Regions from separate parts of the Zea mays genome. Here region 2 is linked to region 1. A link is a contact called in public Hi-C data. All regions are on one chromosome and are shown on one strand. Each heading gives the region's core, a stretch centred on a gene start, on an enhancer-like site or on the middle of the called end of the contact. The rest is flanking DNA. Distances are from core to core; before and after follow the strand shown.

What was found. A called contact is a pair of places that touch in the nucleus more often than the background predicts.
Region 2: a contact with region 1 is called in a Hi-C map of leaf, with 9 times the contacts expected there. The contact joins the promoter of LOC100277108 here to the promoter of LOC100282563 in region 1. A contact is called at or near these places in 11 of 25 Hi-C or Micro-C datasets (bundle sheath, ear, leaf and 3 more) and 1 of 3 datasets of contacts at active chromatin or transcription factors (seedling).

The regions. Positions count from the first base shown.
Region 1 is chr4:229,483,113-229,486,624 of Zm-B73-REFERENCE-NAM-5.0, reverse strand. LOC100282563 (metabolite transport protein csbC) reads left to right here and starts at 1,517. Exons shown (of 15, transcript NM_001155471.1): 1 at 1,517-1,745; 2 at 1,999-2,085; 3 at 2,181-2,289; 4 at 2,388-2,455; 5 at 2,551-2,683. The coding sequence starts at 2,004.
Region 2 is chr4:229,723,751-229,727,507 of Zm-B73-REFERENCE-NAM-5.0, reverse strand. LOC100277108 reads left to right here and starts at 1,906. Exons shown (of 8, transcript NM_001291689.1): 1 at 1,906-1,935; 2 at 2,258-2,388; 3 at 3,228-3,300; 4 at 3,411-3,493. The coding sequence starts at 2,305.

The DNA of each region.
Region 1 (3,512 bases), core at 268-2,767:
TGGCAATAATCTGTCGTCAGTATAAACCGGTTCAGATCGATACCGACTGATTCTCTAACGCATTAGACGGTACCGACTGATTTAGCTTCAAAACGATCGATATAAATTAGACTGGCCATCTCGCCCGATTGAACCAACCGACGTTGAAGCCAGGTCGGTTCGCGAGTTCACCCACGTTGTCGGTCGGTGTCGTCCACAGTAGAAACCAGCATTTTGTGGCATACTAGCAAAGTGCACGTACATTGCTACATATGCATTTATAAATATAGAATATCAAATATAGAGACATGTGTGTTCTGTTGAGATCGATGTGAATGTGGGTTTAGAATGAACAACTATGATTCGAATCTTAATTTATATATAATTTTAACTTTTACTATTTAATTATGGGAAGCACAGCGACCATAAAAACTGATGCTTTATATACTACTAGAGACTTTAGCCATCAACGAATGATGTGCCTATAAATGTTTTTTAGTCGTCCAAGAACATTTATGTTTTAACCTATTTTAATTCCACAAGGCTGCAATTAGTTGCATGTTAAGATCGACCTTATGGCGGTTGTGGTCTTGTTATATCTGGATGAGATTATGATTTATGATAGTCCTAATCCTCGAGCTAATATATGCTTCTTATGTACCCGTCACAAAATGATTTTTTATGTATAAGCTACACCGTACAATACATCATTTATTCACGTGGGTCGCTCTTGAATATAGCTAATCCTCTTCTCTCGTCCCTAATTTCGATAGTGCTGTTATATTATATGTCATGTAAAATATCCTCCCGTATATCTTCGTGTATACATGAGTATAGTCCTAAGAGGGTCTTATCTTATACCATATCAACATGAGTTTAAGGAACCTAGAAAAATACATTTCAAGAGTTCAAAGACTCGGATGTTATTTTACACTAGCATGTATTACGTGTTAACACTATGATTCCAGTGAGGGATGGTTCGACAGCAGCGGTGACATGAGTGAGATGAGACAGAGGAGGCTAGGATAGCGGGTCGCAGAGAGAGTGATGAGAGGTGATATAAATATTATTGTTCATTGGATTTAAATGAGCAGATGAGATAAAGTTATCTAGCGATATGAACCATTCATTTTGATGTGTGTTAATTCTAGATGTAATTTGTTTGGTGGATTTAGTGGTGGTTATGAGTGTGCGAGTGATTTGGTTGGTTGAATTTTGCAAAATTTAAAGTGATAGATTATATTGATTATTGATGATTATTGATATTGATTATTGAACAACAGAATAAGTTTGGAAACAATTGGTGTAAGCTTTTTTTCTGCCTCTTGTAAATTCAATAATGTCAAGGGCTAGCACGCAAATGCCTTTCCCTCCACCGTGCGCTCCTCCTGCCGCAGGAACCGACAGACGACAGCAGTGTAGTATCTTCCAAAAGCAAAGGTGGCTTGCTGCGTGTCACCCCCGTGTTGGCCTGGCAGCACGACCTCATCACGGCACGGCGTCCTTAAGCTTCCCTTCCGGCCTTCCCCCACCTCCCACCCGCGATCTCCGCGACCGCAAGCAGCTCGGCAGGCAGGCCTCCACCGCTCCACCACCTCCACTCGGTCTACGTGCTCCGTCACCAAACCCACCCGGGCCAACGCCGAAGCAACCCCCCCTCCGTCCTCCCCAGATCCGGCGCCGCCTCCGCCCTCACTTACACTAGCACGCACGGCGGACACGTCGCCTCCCCCGCGCGATCTGATGCAGGCGCACGCGGTGGCCAGGTAAACAAGCCTCCCACAGTCCCACTCCCGATTAATTTACTTAACCGCCGCTATTAATACACCGTCCCGCCCGCCCGCCCGCCCCCTCCTCGGCTCCTCCTTCCCACGTCGCTCACCTTCCTCCCCTGGGACCGGCCCAGATCTCTCACCCCCCGAGCTGGGTCCTCATTCCCGAACCCTCCAATCCCTTCCCCATGGTGCACTGGTTCTGCGGCCGAATCGCTTAATCGCTTATTGGTCTCTGTGGAATCAGCGGCGATGCGGTGGAAGCTTAACTCCTCCGTCTACAAGCGCGTGCCGTCCAGGGAAACCGCCATGGAACCCGACGTCGAGACGCCAAGTTCGTGCCGCATGTTTCCCCCGGTTCCTCTTACCACCGGTTAATTTATGGTGAGATTTGAATCTCATTTCATTTTCCCATTTCCATGTCTGCAGTGAGAATGACGGACGGCGGCGGCAGCGGCGCGGGGCCGTCGTGGCGCATGTCGTTGCCGCATGTCTGTGTCGCCACGCTCACCTCGTTCCTCTTTGGATACCACTCCGGGTGCGTGGCCTTCCGCCCACGTTTTCAGCACTTTTGATTGCTCTATTGCCCTCATCTGAAAGTCGTGCTCATTTGGTGCCTTGATGGTGATGACGCAGGGTGGTGAACGAGCCCTTGGAGGTCATCTCCGCTGACCTTGGCTTCGCCGGCAACACTCTTGCTGAAGGTACGGTGCACTTCTTCTGCTAATTGTGGTGGTTTTGGTCAGTTTATTTACTTATTATTAGGCTCATGTTGTGCTTGGGCTTCTGTTGGGTGCAGGGCTCGTGGTGAGTATCTGTTTGGGAGGAGCTTTTGTTGGGTGCCTCTTCAGCGGCTCCATCGCAGATGGTATTGGGCGACGCCGTGCGTTCCAGCTCAGTGCGCTGCCTATGATTATTGGTGCTGCCATAAGGTGACATTATGTGTTACTTGATTTGTCTTTCGCTTTCACTAGATTCTGTCACTGGTTGGTTTACTGTTTTATTTAATTGCCACTTGCTAACATTCATTATTCTTTGGTTGGGTCAGCAGAAGTTGTTTAATTTTTTTGTCAAACAATTATGTACTACTCCATGGACCTTGGGGTATACCACCTGGTGATTGGCTTGCTGGTGAATTGGTCTCTTGGACTGGTGTTAGTCATGCTGTTTCAATTGCTGAATAGTTCAATATGGGTTCAAGAACTCTTACCTTTCCTGTTTCTCCTGGAACGTGGTGCAACAAATGAGAGCTCCAACGGCTTAAAAATTTGGATTATGCTTTGGTTGGACTTATGAGATGAAAAATTATTTTTATGGTCTAATAGCCTGTGGAATTGCTGAAACATTGACTTTTTTGACTGGAACAAGTGGTGTTCTCCTGACTGGTTGCTGGTCTATTGGTGCTTCTGTAGAATTGAAAAGTTGAATTGTGGGTAAAGTATCTACATATGTTTTTACCAGCACACGGCTTGAGTCATCCATGAATTAATCATTATGTTTTGCAATTTAACTTTATTAAGACTTAGGAGATGAACCATGAATATGATAGTCCTGACAGCTGTGTTAGGCTACTTCATATGAGGTACGTGGAGTCTACTTGTCATGGTATCATGTGGGCACAGGAAGCTCCTCGTCCAGCCAAAGAAACAATACATTTTTTCTTATTAACAAAAAGTAACCGAACAATGCTGTTATGTAAAACAGCAGCAGTCGGTTAAAATTCGAACTCTCTTGCGAAGCAAACTGTGCAGGAATGTTTAA
Region 2 (3,757 bases), core at 657-3,156, 240 kb before region 1:
TGGCGGGTAAGACTTGTGAAAGTACACTTCGTACTTAGGGCTTTGTCCCATGTTGTTTTAGGTGAGGAAGCAGCAAATTTTTGTTGCTTTTATTCTAAGGTGGTACCTAAAGAAGAAAATCAAGACTGAAGCCCCGGGAGGAAGTGTCCTCCTTTAAAACTTTTTACTGTTTATCGGGAGGGGTTTTTGCCTCCCAGGTTATGTAATAATATTACTTCAGCGCTCTTATATTTGCTCTGGTCTGTAATAATACAACTCTTTCTATACTTTAATCTGAAATAAAGTTGTTGTAACTGCTTCCGCATACTCGTACCTCTGATGTGTTGTAATATCTGCGTGACGGGTGAAATACTCTTGGGCAAGGTAAAGAATACAGATACCGAATTTGTCAAGTGATCAGGTGCACCTGCAGGGTTGTCCGAGGTCTGATGGACAAGGACAACTGTAGGTGGGCCTAATGACTTGGGAGGTTCCGTCACATATTCCGTATATGAACAATTTGTGTGGAATGTAGGATATTTTTTATGCCGCTCTCGGATTACGATGTCCTGTGTGCAACCCTTCGGTTGGGCCATTGCACAGCAGACAGTTGACGCCGTCCTGTTAGTGATGGGGCCAAGTTCAGGAATTTTCTCGGTCGAAATCATTATTTCGGTCTCTTAATATAATATCGGGAGGACGATCTTTCGCTTCTCAGCCGAGTTTTTTTAGAAGATACATGGGAGGAGAAGCCCACAAGCCGCAACATAAACTTCGGATCCATGAGGAGGAAGAGAAACAAGTTCAGCATGACTCTCTTTTCCATCCTCGTCCCTAACAGCATCCACCATTTTACTGTAATGTTTAGCATCAACTTGACATACAACTTCAATTTGTTCATACTCGCCCTATGGCTCTTCATACTCGACATCCTCCTCAACTTCCTCTTCCTCATGCTCAACTTCTTCCTCATCGTCTATCTCATCAGGATCATCAAACTCCAAACGGTCTTGTTGTTTCACCAATTCAGCTGATTTGGTGGAAGCAGCATTCTCTGTCCACCTCGGCATCTTCCAAAGCTCAAAGTACCAACGAAACTTTGAAAAGAGCACATGAACCAACAACATTGGGGGAGCAAATTGATGATGTATGGATAGGAAGAAAAACCACAGAAACAACTAGAAAAAATGATACATAATGTTCTGAAATTGGGTTCAGCCATTGGCATCCAAGTGGGAAATGAGACGTCAAAGTAATCGACTGTTAAGGAACGAATGTAGAAATAGCAATATACGTAGATGGACGGTAAGAAAAGGCTTTCAAGAATGCGATAGCATCGACCACATGACATGAGGATGCATAAGTAAGAGGGCAAGCAAAGAGGATGCTATCTCAAGTATAACTGGACAGGCAGGTGGAATTGCAACGCGGATCTAGTAAAGTGACACCCAATATTTTTTTTGCAAAAAGTTAGACAAACCCAAAACAACAAACTCATGTCGACGGAGGGGGTATATTTTACCATAGATATTAAGAACTATCACAAAACATTGTGTGTATGTAGATACTATCACGAAAGCATGACTGAATTCTCATCGAATAAAGTTCAATCCACCTCATAGAGTCATAGCTGGAAATCTGGAATATAAAAAAGTTAACTTCAGCATTTGGTGCAGCTTCTAAAAGACCGGAAACATTTACACAATCTCTATCAAGTGTTTAGAAGGACAACGACAGCAGAGCGCCCGCGCGCCGCCTGAAACCTGCCGGGAACTCTGATGGCGCTGGACGTTGGATGAGGAAAGGAAGCTCTGGATTTAATGTGCTCACATGTGCACAGGAGCTTGACGCAAAGGGGAGCCGTAGCCTGTAGAGTGCGGGGAGCAGGAGCCGGCGGAGCCATGGCGACCACTCTTTCGTTATCCTCTCCCCTCTTCCTCGGAGCTCCGGCCAGAGGTAAACTGCTCCTTCCCTCCAAGATCTCCTCCTCCCTCACTAGACTCGACCCTCGCCGGCCGTCCTGGTACTGTTTCCAGCTTCGACGGAAATTTTAGCTTCAGGGTCCCCGGCTGTGTTTTTTTTTTCTGGGAACAATGACTAGGTGGTGGGCTGATGGCTATCGTTTCTGGCAAAAGCCTGTGCATCTGCTAGCTGTGTTCATCGTATCGTATCATGAGGATTAATGCTGTGAGAGAAGTTGTATTTGGTGACCAGAGAAAAATAATTTCGATTGGGATGCATTTGCAGCTTACGATTTGGTTTGTTTTAAATCCTGCAGCTAGAGATGTGGTTCCGTACGGAGTGACTTCGGCTAGTGTATCACTGATGACTCTAAATATGCCAGGCAAGGGTTACACGAGTAGAGTTCGTTGTCGGGAGCAGCAGCGACGAACGACAATAGTATCTATGGTTGGTCAGCAAACTTCCCAGTGCAGCCTCCATTTCTCAGTACCTCCTCTTCAATTCTAGTGTGATTTGCTTCAAATTGTCCCTTGCATGATGTAGGATGTTCAGTGACACAAAAAAGTGATGATCATGTTCAGTTTCTTGTTATTAACAGTATATCATAAATAAAAGCAAAGGAAATGAGTGATGATCTGTGCATGACAAAATTTCAAGGAGAAAACAGAAATTTTAAGCTTATCTTAGCTTTGCATATTATCTCGATCTCACTGGTGCTCTATGTACTCTGTAGCGAAAGGGCATCTAGCCTAATGGTTAAAGGCTTCCGAGTAACACCTCTAAGTCTCGGGTTTGATTACCCTCGGGGGCGAATTTTTCATTAAAAAATGCTCTCGGTGCACCATTTGCTATCGGGTTACGATGTCCTATACATCACCCTCCGGTTGAATCGTTGCAGAGTGGACGTTTGACGCCAGTCCGTTAGTGTTGGGAGGCCAGGGTTCGAGAATTTTCTCGACTGTGACCATTGCTTCGGTCTCTTTTTAATATAATATCGGCTCTTCCCAGCCGAGTTTTTTCTATGTACTCTATAATATGCTTAACCTGACATGCATATTTCCCATCTCCTTTTGAAACCTCGTATCCATATAAACACATGCAATACATGTTCATTAAACTAATTTCACATAGTGATAATGTACAAGTTTTCCTACAAAGGGTCTGGAAAACTAAATTTTCCACCATGACTTCATTGCAAGTTTGCTACGTAGAAATTGCGTTACAAATTCATTCTTCACAAGTGAATTTAATTTGCAACTTGTTTGATTGAGTACCCTTCTTTCTAGCTTGGAAGGAAATCAACGGCTAGAGCAACTGTTGTCCCAGACCCCGACTATAGGTTACCAATCGCTATACTTGGTGAGCACTAAAGTTAGTAAGTAGAACATCTCTTAACATGTACTTTTATATCAATAGAAGAAGATGGTGAGTGTTTAAGGTGTTTAATAACAGATATTATCCGAATGCAGGGATTGCTAGTGCTTTTGCATATGCCGACAATCTTCTCGCTGCTGCACCTGTAGGACTGCTGGGGCTTCTTCTTTTGTTCCAGGTCAGCATACCCTAACCAGGGCACCAGGCTGCTTTTGGAGTTCAAAACATCTGTTTGAGTTGATGATTATTACGTATCATCAGAGGACATATAAATATTGGATGACATATTATCTTTTTTTTCTTTCTTGAACACGCGAGAGAGTTGTATCATTAGATTAAGAAGAGAAGAAACAGTGAGAACCCGCACAAACCAACGAACACACATTCGGCGCCTTTACATTGACGGGGCGTTTGGATCCCTTCATTTTAAAGGAATTAGAAT